3 separate regions of the Mus musculus genome follow, and all the other regions are linked to region 2. The links are chromatin contacts, called in public HiChIP or PLAC-seq maps. All regions are on one chromosome and are shown on one strand. Each heading gives the region's core, a stretch centred on a gene start, on an enhancer-like site or on the middle of the called end of the contact. The rest is flanking DNA. Distances are from core to core; before and after follow the strand shown. Region 1 overlaps LOC115487086 (a long non-coding RNA gene). Region 2 holds the start of Uxs1 (UDP-glucuronate decarboxylase 1). Region 3 overlaps Fhl2 (four and a half LIM domains 2).

Evidence for each region. HiChIP or PLAC-seq counts read pairs in DNA pulled down with a chosen protein or histone mark.
Region 1: an H3K27ac HiChIP or PLAC-seq map of embryonic stem cells shows a contact between it and region 2, with 5 read pairs. The contact joins the enhancer-like site here to the promoter of Uxs1 in region 2. A contact is called at or near these places in 8 of 39 promoter capture datasets (the 3T3-L1 cell line, cranial neural crest, embryonic stem cells and 3 more), 1 of 484 Hi-C or Micro-C datasets (cranial neural crest) and 5 of 115 datasets of contacts at active chromatin or transcription factors (astrocytes, embryonic stem cells, pro-B cells and 1 more).
Region 3: a contact with region 2 is called in an H3K27ac HiChIP or PLAC-seq map of T-cell acute lymphoblastic leukemia, with 4 times the contacts expected there. The contact joins the enhancer-like site here to the promoter of Uxs1 in region 2. A contact is called at or near these places in 3 of 39 promoter capture datasets (the 3T3-L1 cell line, embryonic stem cells and liver), 1 of 484 Hi-C or Micro-C datasets (cortical neurons), 8 of 115 datasets of contacts at active chromatin or transcription factors (T-cell acute lymphoblastic leukemia, astrocytes, bone marrow-derived macrophages and 5 more) and 1 of 9 other capture datasets (embryonic stem cells).

What each region holds. Positions count from the first base shown.
Region 1 is chr1:43,301,374-43,306,152 of GRCm38.p6, forward strand. LOC115487086 (a long non-coding RNA gene) reads right to left here. Exons shown (of 3, transcript XR_003947810.1): 2 at 41-239. Among named protein-coding and RNA genes, the nearest start is that of Gm29040, 43 kb to the left of the region's middle. Within about 2 kb of position 1,593, at least 32 of the 459 cell types and tissues checked have an H3K27ac peak or open chromatin away from gene starts, as enhancers often do.
Region 2 is chr1:43,825,495-43,829,777 of GRCm38.p6, forward strand. Uxs1 (UDP-glucuronate decarboxylase 1) reads right to left here and starts at 2,345. Exons shown (of 15, transcript NM_026430.4): 1 at 2,121-2,345. The coding sequence starts at 2,214.
Region 3 is chr1:43,128,676-43,132,993 of GRCm38.p6, forward strand. Fhl2 (four and a half LIM domains 2) reads right to left here. Exons shown (of 6, transcript NM_010212.4): 4 at 2,977-3,146. Among named protein-coding and RNA genes, the nearest start is that of AI597479, 32 kb to the left of the region's middle. Within about 2 kb of position 1,691, at least 22 of the 459 cell types and tissues checked have an H3K27ac peak or open chromatin away from gene starts, as enhancers often do. A contact at or near this core is called in T-cell acute lymphoblastic leukemia, where this site is marked.

The DNA of each region.
Region 1 (4,779 bases), core at 343-2,842, 520 kb before region 2:
TGGCTAGAAGATGGAGCAAAGCTGGGAACAGAAATTGTACCTGTCTCTTGGGATGTCAGGCCCATGCCGGGCAGGATCTGATACCTTCAAACCCCTCATTATAACTGAACGGAAGAATATGGACGCGCTTTCTTGCTACCCAAGTTTTTCCTTCTGTTGCTGCAGTTGGCATTCTGTTAAGTCTCCATTGGAAGGCTCTCGGTGTAGTGATGAGAGTGTTTTCCAACGCTGTGATTTGCCTGGAAATGGAAAGAGGAAAAGCCTGGTAGAAAAGAAGTCCTGTGGGATCGCTCAGGATTTGCTTGTTCCTCTACTATGCTGCCTTTCAGTGATTGCCGAAGACTTCATTTTTACTTCCTACAAGTGGCAACTTTATCCACAAGTATGAAACATTGCACTCTTCCATCAAGAACATCCATCGCTTTTGTACACACACACACACACACACACACACACTCACACATATGCATGCATGAATACCCTACGCATGCATGCATACGTCCATCAGTCTCCCGAGAAAGATCAGCAGACAAGCAGCAGGCCCCCTCCAAGTGTGAGGACAGGGTTAAACCTGTCTGCAGATTTCTCAGCTCACTTTTACTTAGGGGCAAAGTCAGGCTCCAGCCCCAGAAATCATCCTCCCCCTCCTTTCCACCTCTTTCTTTCCCTAGGGTATAGTGGAGCCTGGAAGCCCAAGCCTGCCTCCTTGTGATTGGAGCATCAAACAGACAAAAAATGCTGAAGCTGATTGCTGCAGCCCAGTTGTGTCCACCAAGGAGATGGTACCTCGGAGAAGGAAAGGAGTCCTGAGAAATCTGTCCTCCTGGATGGGCAATGCCAGTATCTCTGGGTGGGCATAAGTAGATTTTTAATTAATAAAAAATGAAAGTGTGAGTTTGGCTGCTTCACTTCTCTCTCTGCCTCCCACCTCACATCGCTCGGTATTATATTACATCATGCAATAAGCAAGCACAGAGACTGTCTCTAGATAAAGCCCCACCTCTACCCCCACACCAGACTTCCCACTTCCTGAACTACGAGCAGTAATTGTTTTCCTTTATTAATTACTAAGCTAGTAGGAGTCTGTTTCAGCAACACAGAGCAGACTAAAATGGTGATGTAATCTCAGCAAAAGGTCTGCTCTTCCCTGGAGTAAGCGGGTAGAGGGTGATGGTCTAGGAAAGCACAGAGACCCTGCCACGTTTCACTGAATGAGTCCGAGGAATCACGATGGCCAGGCAAAGGTCTTGCTCTTATAGTTCATACTTGACTTCAGACTCCCTCTAAACACTCCCATTTGCACTCACCAAGACCACCAAAGGGGATCATGCAGTGCTAGACAGGCCAGTGTTTCCCAAAAGGCTAACAGAAACACAGATGCTGGCTCAGCTGGAGTGTTCCACTCAGTAAGTCTAAGGCATGGCCTCACGGTGTACCTCTAACATCCTCTATAACATCGATGCTTGACGTTCAGGAGCTCTACTTGGAGGCTGAAGGGGGTGAGCAGGCGGTGACAAGAGTAGGCAAGCCAAGGTCGTCCTCCTGGGCCATGCTAACTCGTTCAATGACAGAGACTCACTGGAGTCTCTCTTCCACTTAGCCAACTTCCTGCTTGACTCATCTATGACACAGATTCTATGCCAAGACCTGTCCACGGTTTGAGATTCACTATGCTTGAAAACTAACCAGTGTTCCCTCACTTTCAGTTTCCAAGGTCTCAAGTCCCACAGGGCATCGCAAGGGGACTAGCTGACATCCACCCCACCAGTGGGTCATTTTGTTACGATCAGAGGAGTGGTTTCTGGTGATAGTAGATCACTTGGGCTTTGCCCCCAGAGAGGCAACTCTTTATTTCACTGAGAGTAACTACAACAAAATTCAAATTAAAACAAAAAAACCTCTTTCATTCCAGGGTAGATATTATCTCCATACATGAAAGCTATTTGCCATATAAGCCATATTTAAAAATAAAGACTGGAGCAAATGCATAGAATTCCTCTACTGTCCTGTCAAGATAACAGCCACTATGGTTATAAAGTTATACATGTTTAAAGACATATTCACATCTTGGAAGCTGGCACCATTACCTCAAATAGCTTATCCACCCCCTAGTACTGCTATAAGAAGGCACCACAAGCTTAGACTCTTAAACAAACAAACAAACAAACAAACAAACAAGCTTGTCATCTTGCAGTTCTAAAGGCTCTCTGTCTGACCTCAAAGTGTTGATGGACTATGCTTCTGTCAGAGTACCTACAGGGGTAAGGGGTTCCTTTCTTTCTTTTTCTGATGTCTTATAGTTCCTAAGTTCTCTGGCTTTTTAGAGGCATTGCTCCAGTCTGTTTCTGTCTTCATATGGCATGCACCCAGGTGCCTGCACCTTCCCATGGCAGTGTGTTGACGACACCAGCCTGATTGATTCAGGAGTCATTTGCTCCAGTATGAGCCTCTTCTTGTCAAACAGACAAACCAACAAACAAAACAGCAACAAGATCCCCATGAAATGATTCTCTTTCCAAACAAGGCTGCATTCTGAGGTGCTGGGGGTTTGAAGGCCAACTCATTTTCAAGGGACCTGCAATAGAATACCTGACAAAACGCCATGACAGCTGCTAATCAATAGGTCTTCAAATGAGAGGATTATGAGGGATTACCTCGCTTGCCATCACAAGGTCCTTAAAAGTTAGAAGACGGAAGCCGGGCAGTGGTGGTGCACACCTTTAATCCCAGCACTTGGGAGGCAGAGTCAGTGGAATTCTGAGTTTGCGGCCAGCCTGGTCTACAAAGTGAGTTCCAGGACAGCCAAGGCTACACAGAGAAACCCTGTCTCGGGGGGGGGGGGGAGTAGAAAAGGGAAACTGGGAGTGAGTCAGAGTGAGACAATGTCAGGATACTACCCAACATTGCTGGTTTTGAAGAGGAGGAAGATCCATAAGCCAAGGACCATGGGCAGTCCCCAGGAAAAATAGACAACAGATTCTTCTCTCTCCTCTGAAAGGGACACACTTTTACCTGGACCTTGGCTTTAGCCCCATGATACCTCTGTGGAACTTCTAACCCACAGACACACAGGCACATTTGTGTTATCTTAAGCCACTGTGTTTATTACTTTTCTCAAGGTTGTGACAAAATTCCAGGCAGCAGTGGCTTCAGCAGGCTAAGTTTGTTATTCCAGCTCATGGTTTCAAGTGACATCAAGGCTCTAATGGTGGGAGAGCCTAGTGGCAAGAGCAGGGCCTGTCCATGGCAGTGGGGGCTTGTAGTACAGCTTGCTCCCTCCTTGGCAGATCAGAAGCAAGATCTGGGGCTAAAACTGGAATCAGATATCAACACAAAGCTCACTGTCAATGACTCAATTCTGCTGCCTAGGCTACAGAATGGAAGGCTCCACAGCCTCCCAAAACAGTGCCACCAGCTGGAGACCAAATATTCAAACACCCGAGCCTATGTGGGAGATCTCACATTGAAACCATAATTACTACTTGATGGTAATTTGTCACAGCAGCCCTGGAAACGCTAACAGAACCACAGGGCTCAGCCTAGTTCAGGGAACACCATTTCATTGACACATTACCCTTTTATTTCCCCTCAATACATAGATTAGTGTATTTCACACGGGCATCCTTTGCTGGCCCTAAGTCCAAGATCCTGTTTGTAACTGTTTCTGAATTTCAGAAAAAGAAAAAAGAACTCAGGAGGCCAACTTCTCTTCATCATCTTTGTTCTATCTCCAAGTGACTGAGCAGGACACCCACTCTGTATTAGGTCTGCTTTGTGTTTCTCTCTCTCTCACTCTCTCTCTCTCTCTCTCTCTCTCTCTCTCTCTCTCTCTCTCTCTCTCTCTCTCTCTCTGTGTGTGTGTCTGTGTGTGTGTGTGTGTAGAGACAAGAAGAGGTTAGCTCCCTGGATCTACAGTCATAGGTGGCTGTGTCACTTGAAGCTGGGAGCTTGGCCCAGATCGTCTACAAGAACAGCAAGTGCTCTTAACTGCTGAGCCATCTCTCTAGCCCTGTTTGCTTTGTTTTTCAATTAAAGGTTTTTGTTGATAGAAGGAGAAGGAGTACTTTCTTGCTTACAGCCTGTTTATCTAGCTTGGTGATGCCATGTTTACACAGCAGGAGCCCTGGAAATTAATCAATATTTCTGATGAAGCAACACTGAGCTCCACCTCAGCACACACAGTGGCTGGAAAATTTCGAGCTGCCTACACAGGCCCACCATTAAGCTGGTGCCAACTTGGGTGCAGACCAAGACACAAACATGGCAGTGAAGTCTCAGGATACTGTTAGTTTCCTGGTGTATGGAAAAGTTATATTTGCAAGGGGCTAGGGGCAGAATTCAGTTCTAGCAATGCCAGGAAATAGAAGTAATATTTCCATCACCTACAGCCTACTGAGTGTAGAGAAGACATGACAAGAGGCCATTATGGGACAGAGTAGCACGTGTAAAATAATGAGTCAGGTTTGCTCCTGCAGGGTTTCCTCAAACCCTCAACTGGTAAAAGATGCACTGTCTGCAACGTTCACTAAAGCCACTGCAATAAAGAGGTGTGTAAAGAAACAAGGTGCAGCGGTGTGTTACCCTACCACTGAATACTAGAAAGAGTTCCACCCCAAGATTGGGATCTCTCTTGCCTTTGAGTTCTCGGCAATGTGGGAACCTGGAGGGTTTTGCTCTCTCAGCAGTCACTGATTAACAGAAGAAAGGCAGTCATGTTCTCCTCGTTTTCTGCATTTCTGGACGTTTCAGGTCTCCTGGCGTCTTTCCAGTTGTCATTTT
Region 2 (4,283 bases), core at 1,095-3,594:
CTCCGCAAGTGCTGCTCTTTCTGGAGCATTCTCTCCTGTTAACCCCTACATATCCTTCATTCTCAGCTCACATCCTGGCTTCTCAGGGAATCCAACACACTTGATTTCTAACCCATCCCCTCCCACCACATCAGTTTGTAAACTTAACCTTTTTTTGACATGAGTACTGGACTCAGGACCTTCTCTTTCCAAGCAAATGGTTCTCAAAGCGCTGTCTCCCTCAGAAGGACTTCTGGGTTGCTGAGACTCTGAAGCCACCCCAGACTACAGAGTGAAACAAATATAAATAAAAGACAAACAAGAAACTACTCGATAAACCAAGCTATTGAAAATGGAAATTATCAGGCCACATCCCAGAACCGCTGAACACAGAACAAACTGTTTTAAAACCCTACTGGATGACTCTGATGCACTCAAGAGTGTGCTGAACTACTGGGTCTATGTTCTGTACCATCAAGGCAAAACCCTGATGTTTCTGCACTTCATGCTGTGCCCTGTTACCACTGTCTACAACTGACAATGTTAACAACTGAGAGAAACATGATGGTCAAATGAAAACTCTTGCTATAGCTTCATAAATTCCCTATTATCAATTCTAAACACCTATGCCTCACTTCGGTATCCCTCCCTAAGTAAATCAGCCCTGAAATTGCTATCCAGAGACCTGACTTCTAGACCCAGATCACTGCCTTTCGGGCTGGAATGAATCTTGGCCCTCTAAGATTGATAAAGGTGCTAATCCCTCATGCTTTTAATTTTCTCACCCATAAAACACTATTACTATTCATATTTACCTGTATTACCCCTGGCAGGATAAGGATCATACCTATACATACAGTTAAGCACTCAGCTAACTTAGGCATTACTAATAAAACAGTAATAATTACTCAGCTGTAAGGGGTCTTTTTCTTGAATAATCATCTTCTTCAATACAGACCACACTTGAAGTTAATTCTTCCTTCCTTGCTGAAACCAATCAAATCTACCAAGCCACCCAGATCTAAAACTTCTCCTAGCAACCAGAAGCCTTTCCAGAGCTTCCTGGCTGCTGCTGCTGCTGCTGCTGCTGCTGCTGCTGCTGCTGCTCCTCCTCCTCCTGCTCCTCCTCCTCCTCCTCCTCCTCCTCCTCCTCCTCCTCCTCCTCCTCCTCCTCTTGCAACAGCTGAGCTGTAGCAGCCAGTCTGCATCCTACTAACACCATCATCCCATCAGTTGAACCCACGTTCCAAAGTACCTACTCACCTGGGAATCAGACCCTGGAAACTCAATCACTTAGCAGTTTTCATTCGAGTATGTTTGCCTGGGTGGCCAGGATTCAGAAGGAGCTCACTCACTCTGAGAGCTATTTTTAGCCCAATTTTGGTACTTGGTAAAGTAGTAATAGCTGTTATATCCAGTTGCACAGAGCAAAAACAAACAAACAAACACCAAAAAACTAGACTTTGCCTTCTCTGAGAAGCTGAGGGCCCCTCAAGATAAACAGGCTAAGGATCCAATTGACACCCGCCCCGCCTGCCCCCTATGCTGTGCCTCCTTCCGCGACACGCTGGAGGAGTACCTGGTGGCGCGGGAGGAGAGTGGGGAGCGGGGAGTGTGAGACAGGATATCAGAGCATGGCCACACAGGGCATCCACGGAGAATGGCAACACTCAGCTGCTGAGTAATTTTCCTGCGGAGCAAACAGTCGGAGCAGGGACCCTGCCAATAGCTATAATATTTTTATCCTACTTAACCAGCACCGTCCCCAAGGATGTCCCCGCGCCGCACTCTCCAGGTTCACCCTAACCCTAACCCTGGGTGCTGTGGACAGCACAGCACAGCGGTTCGGGTCAGTACGAGCTGGCGGGCGCTGCGAGGTTGGCCGAGTCCGCAGTGTCTACAGCTCGGGGAACGTGTCCACCGCGTCCCGGGCAAAGGCCCCAACACCGGCCACCGGTCCGACGCCGGGCCTACGCGGAAGCGGGCAGCAAGCAAAGCGGCCAGCGGCTCCACAGCACAAGTTCAGCCTCGTGGAAGCTGTGAACCGGTCCCCGGCCCTGAACAGCCTGCTGCTCGGCCGCAGCGCCCGCTCCCCGCCGCGCGGGAATGAATGGGCTCCCGCCCACCGCGCACGCACTCACAGGCGGCGTAGGCGAACAGCGCGATGCCGAGCAGAAGCTTCATCCTCCTGCGGTTGACTGAAGAGACAAGGCGCAACAGCCCCTTGCTCACCATGCCCGGGAACCGCTCGGGTCCGGGGCCTGCCGCGCCGGCCAGCCGCAGCACAATGCGCGGCGGCCCGAGCCCCGCCCCCGTGCACCAGCCCCACCCCCGCGCGCCCGGCTTCCTGCCGGCTAAACCACTGCGCTCGCGCGGCTGGGTCCCGGCCTCCGGCTCCGCCCACAGCCGTGCCCCGCCCTCATCCTCCTTTTCCCCGCAAGCGCAGTGTAATCCCTGAGTTTTCAGGATGGTGTCAATCAACCAGGGATGGGTGGGCACAGTGGGTGGCTCGGAGCGCGCATGCGCAGCCCAGTGTGCTTGCCCCCTTTTCGCTGCTGGGGTAGCGTTCGACGTTTGGCGCGGATCTCGGAAGTTCGCCTGCAACTTGCAGGGCGCTTGCGCGTTCTTAGTCCTACACGGCCGGCTGGGCTGTGGCCTCGCGCTGTTGGAGATGAAGAACTGGTTTGCTGTAATTGGTGTGTCTTGACAGTGAACAGTTGAGTTTCTATGAGTGCGGGGCTAGTAAGTTGCCTTCTTAGCTGTTCTTTTTGCAAGGCAGGAAAGTGATAAATCCCAAACGCGCCGGTGAATCGACAACACTTCTCTTCATTTTCTTTATTTTAAAGATGAAGGGTATATTATCATGAAGAGGTTGTTAATCGTTGGAATTTAGGACAAACCACACTGCAGTGGGAACAGCAGAAATGAGCAGGGATCATTTCTGGTACAAAGTGTATGGGAATAATTTCAGAACAACAGACACTTTGCCTGATCATAGTTACCAAAAGCGAGACAGAATGCTCTGGTTATGTCTTCTCCTTAAGCATAGCACAATGAGATCTGAGGTACTTTTCCTCTCAGATGTTTGAATATTAATGAGACTCAGTGTTGGCAGACAGTTTCACATTCATAACAACCCTGATAAAAGATAGAAACATGAGGGCTGCTTGAAGACCTATGAAGAAAGGGTTGCCATCTTCAGATTGTATGAGTGTACTGTAATGTTGGGATGTCTGCATGGTTAAGGAGGGAAGAACATAGACCGGAGACTGTGACTCTGGATTTTCATGTCTCCATCTGTAAGTCATTTCCAATTCAGGAATTTTCTGGTGAGTTTTAAGAACTAAAAACTATCCATTGAAAGGACAATTTAGAGCAAAAGCTCCACATCCTATCAAATAGGCAGACTCTTGTCAAAAGTAACTACATTAATAGTGTAGAACACAGAGGTTCCTAAAAGTGACCCATAAAACTTTGCTTTGAGCAATAGTGATAGGAAATGGTGAATTAATCAGTTGATTTTGGACTGTATCACCCAGTACTGTATTGTACCTGTCAAGCTATATCCTAAGGGAATGCATACAAAGAGTCTTCAGAAACACATGTTCTGCTAGGCCTTAGGGTATTTGATAGAATCAGAAAAGTCCTCTTTCCTTAAGATACCTTCCATCCATCTGTCAGGAAATTGTCATAATAAATGCATACCCTTTTGTCTGTAACATTGTACAGATCTATGGTGTATATCTTAAGTGCATCCAGGAAAGGAAATGGAGTTGAATGATATTCCCTGTGCACTAGGGGCTGTGGAGCTGGGTAGGTATATCTGCTCTGATGGGGTTTTCTGGAGTGCAACTGGATTATAATTACTACGAGAGCTCCAAAGAAGCAAGCTGCTGAAACATGAAAAACCTCCATAAAATAGTCTCTCTCCTCATGTTCTTCCCTGTTTGTCTCCATTGACAAAGACACATAGTCAAGGGCATAGACAGGGGAAGGAGATGGTACTGAACTGAGTCAAATGGAGGGAGGGAATCACCATACAACTATACAGCTTATAACATAGTAAGAAACATCAAGTCATATATAAAAGAGAGCATGTGGGAAGAACAGCAGATTGTTCATTTTAAGGTGATAATTTTGAAAGACAACATGTATGTGGACACATACAAGAGTAGGTACTTTACTATCATACTTCCTGTGCTTGCAGGTGACCAGCATAAGGCAAAGGAAGAGTTAATGATGTGGTGGCAGAATCTGCTTTAGAAGGTGGTGTGCAGATCCAGCTGGGTTGTGTGTGTGTGTGT
Region 3 (4,318 bases), core at 441-2,940, 700 kb before region 2:
AGGACCAGGAAGCGGGAGTGGGAGGGTTGGTGAGTGGGGGAGGGGATAGGGGGTTTTCGGAGTGGAAACCAGGAAAAGGGATAACATTTGAAATGTAAATAAAGAAATTATCTAATAAAAAGAAGAGAAGAGGAGAGGAGAGGAGAGGAGAGGAGAGGAGAGGAGAGGAGAGGAGAGGAGAGGAGAGAAGAGAAGAGAAGAGAAGAGAAGAGAAGAGAAGAGAAGAGAAGAGAAGAGAAGAGAAGAGAAGAGAAGAGAAGAGAAGAGAAGAGAAGAGAAGAGAAGAGAAGAGAAAAGAGAAAAGAAAAGGAACTTCATACCCCAGGCACCTCATGTTATCATCCATACCATTGCTACGGTTCCTGGCTTTCTCCCTAGTGATGTGGGGTCTTTAGGTTTCACAGTAGTGCAGGGGAACAGAAGGAATGAGTGCCATGGGGCATTGTCACCATCCCAGATAGGAAGGTAGCACAGTGGTCAGAGATAACATTGAAGGCATCGACTGCTACTTCTGAGCAGCCCTGAGATCCTGTAGCTAGAGACCTCAGTACCTCAGTTCTGTCTACAAAGTCGGAGTGATGAAGAGAAAAGGATGAATCTCTGTGGAAGCCTTCCTTCAAATCCCAGCAACTGATGGCCTCTCCAGCTCTACTCTCATGCTCAGCCTGTACAGTAACTAGAGAGGCAGAAAGGCAGAGGCTTTCTGGAACCTGCATCTGCTGGCGTGGGACCCTGAAGGCCTTTATCCTCGCCCTATCTTAAGTCATAGGAGGTTTCTGAAGAAGCTTCAAGGTGATAAACAGCTTGCCATACCTCAACTGCATCCAGTAACCTCCAAATATTGCTCTCCATATGAGTTTAAATCATGGTGGAGAGTAGAATCAGAAGTCAGGGGAGGCTAAGTGAGCCTCACCTCGACGTGCAGTGGCCACAGAAGATAGGCCCTGCCCCAGTGCTCTTTACCTTATGAACAGTATGGCAGCATTTGGCCATTTCTGAAGTCCCTGCATGAAGCTTGTGTGGCAAGATGCTATTTTTAGGCTGTAGATGAAGCAACTGAGTCCCAGATATTGTCCAAGAATTAAGTCAGAATCAGTTAATGACAAGGCAAGAAGGAGAATTAAGACTCCCTTCTGTCCAGTGCTCTTGTCATTAAACCACACATGAGAAATCATTTGCCCTGCCCCAGAAATGGAATTTATGAAAAAATATTCTGGGTCTCCATGTTCTGGGAGATAGAGGAAGCATGTATATATAAGGTGATGCTTGCTCTGTCTTGAGTTTCCTCTGGTCCTCCCTATGTGTTCTGGATCTAGTACCCTTCACACCCTTCTCCGCTCTTCTGTCTCCTATACCCTATGCTCCCCCACTTCCTCCCTCCCCTCCCCCCTCTCCCTTCCCCTCTCCCCTCCTTCCCATCCCCCTCCCCCTCCCCTTTCCTTTTCCCCTTCCTTCCCCTCCCTCACTTCCTCCCCTCCCCCACTTACTCCACTTCCCTTACTCCTCTCCCCTTCCCTTCCTCCCCTTCCCCCTTCTTACTCTTCCCCTTCCTCCACCTTTCTTTCCCCCCTTCCCCCTTCCTCTCCCTTCCTGCCCCTTCCTCCTCTTAACCCTTCTACCTCACATCTTTTATTCACTCCCCCAAGACTCCTCCTCTCTTCATACTTTCCACTTCCTCCCACTCCCTCCACATCTCCTCACACCCTCCTCCACCCCTCTTCACACCACAGCAGCTGGCTCAGCTTCACTTCATCTTAAGCATGGCTTTCTTGGAGATTTCTTTCCTCAATACCCCCAACCTCCACCCTCCACCCTCCACCCCACCTTAGCTGGTTCTTCTTGTTATCTACTCTGTGACCAATCTGTCCTGTCTCACAGCACATGTATCAGGACACCCTGCTGGCTGCAGAATCATTTCCACGAGGATTAAAATCCATCCTTTGAATGTCCCGCCCGTCCTCAGACCCCTCGTGCCATAGGGTGTCTTTCCTTGCCTGAGGATGGACATGCCCAGCTTGAAAGCCCTGAGTGTATTTAGGGAGCACATATACAAAGGCATGCACCCACAAGACTGTGCCTGCTGCACTTTTGCAGCTAAAAGGACCATATGGATGAGCAGATGACAGGAGGAGTGACTTAAAGGAGCCACAGGGACTGCTATCATAGTGTTGCCATGTGGAGTCTGTAGGGGTGCCTGCAGGTTTGTAGCCCTGGCAGTGGAGCTGATCTACAGGTCAACAACCACTAAACGGTGCTCAGGTTTCTGTTGTGCATATGCACAAATAAATAGACTCTATGGCCATCAAACATACACGAGTGAACACAGCATTCAGGATGTGCTCCCTGCCTTGCTTACAGAGTTCATTATGGGTGAACCCAATGAGAGCTTCCCCTACCACATCAAGATGAGCCTTGCTGGAAGGGACCAAACTGTTTCCAAGCCAGAAGTGGTGGCTGAACAGCAGAAAGAGATCCCAGAAGAGACAAGTGCAGGGGGTAAGCAAAAAACTGCCACAGATGTGGTGGAGGGCAGGGCAGCAGGGGAGTGAGGAGAGCGGAGGGCATAGGAGGGCAAGGAAGTGAGGGAGGGAAAGGGTTTAACAGGCCGGTATAGGTCCTAATGGGTACTGAAGTCCTGGAAGTGTCACCATCCATGGAGAGGTATGTGGGAGGGTGTGGCAGAGCTCCTCTCTGGTTCTTATTTATTCCAGATCAGCTTAGCAGAGACAGGCTAAGGATAAAGAGTTTCCCTTCCCTCCAACATCAGATAATAACATTTGGAAATGTTCTTGAAGGCATGATAAAGACCAGATCACAGACCCAATAGATCAACACACAGACACCCAAGAGAACAGATGCGCAAGGCAGGAATGGGCAAGCTCTCGTAGCATAGAGATGTGACAGGCATCCCTTCATGACAGCTGGGCCAAGGATGGAAGCTGAGAAGGACAAGAGGCCCCAAGGGATCCCGAGCACCTTTTTGCACTGCACGCACTGCAGGGCATACTGCTTCTCATAGCAGGGCACGCAGAAGTTCTGATTCTCCTTAGGTATGAAGCTCTTGGTTCCAATGGGCTGCTGGCAGCGCTGACAGGTGAAGCAGGTCTCGTGCCAGCTGCTGCCCTTGTATTCCATCTTGCGGGTACCTGTGGTCAGAGGCGAGAGAAATCAGCGGGTGCCATTAGACTGGCTGGAGTCCCAGTAACGTGCCTCCAGAGCCTGTTACCTCCTACCTAGTGTTACATGACATGGCAAGTCTCTTCTGCTCTCAATGGCTCCTCTCTAACTGGAGATAATTTCTATTTTGCCTTTTGTTTCAACGCTATACATGCAATCCTAGAACAATATGGTACGGAGTAAGTACTTGAAGTTTACATTAAATATGGTGGTTGGGAGTTTTAAGTGGAAATAAAAATTAATAAAATAAATATCAGTAAATTTTATTAATAAACTAAAATTAACAAAATAAAAAATTTAAAGTGCATTTTCACATGGTAAAATATAGATGAAACTCAGCATGGTTAGTTAATGCTTATGTGGTAGAGTTGGTGAAGGTCACTACTTAGCAACAGTTACTCTCTATACTCATGGTTTAAATTTCTTTCGGTTATCTGTGGTCAGACTCAGGTCAAACTGAAAATATTTAACGGAAAATTCCAGAGATATACAATTCATTCATTAAAGAAAGTTGCACACCTTTCTGGGTAGTGTGATGAGAAAGTGTACTCTCCTACCCAGTCTACAAGGATGGTGATTATCGGGGCTAGCAAGATGGCTCAGTGGGTAAAAGCATTGGCTGCTCTTTTGAAGGTCCTGAGTTCAAATCCCAGCAGCCACATGGTGGCTCACAACCACCTGTAATGAGATCTGACACCCTCTTCTGGTGTGTCAGAAGACAGCTACAGTGTATTTATATATAATAATACATAGATTTTGGGGCCTGAGCAAGCAGAATTGACTGGAACAAGCAGAGGTCCGAAAAATTCAATTCCCATCAACCACATGAAGGCTTATAACCATCTGTACAGCTACAGTGTACTCACATACATAAAAATAAACAAATACATCTTTTAAAAAAAGGATGGGTATTTTCCTGTTTCCCAGGGCATCCACACTGTATTTGCTACCAATCCACCTCATTGCAAGACCAACTATCATGATACTACAGTCCTTGGGTTCATATAGCCTTATTTTACTTACTTTTACTATGTTCAACTCACTAAAGTTTGTCATAAAGCAGAGTAAATGTAGGCTTAGTAGTATCAATGGAGGGTCTCAGAAGATACTCGCTAAGGATGGAGGGAATACTGTACATCCC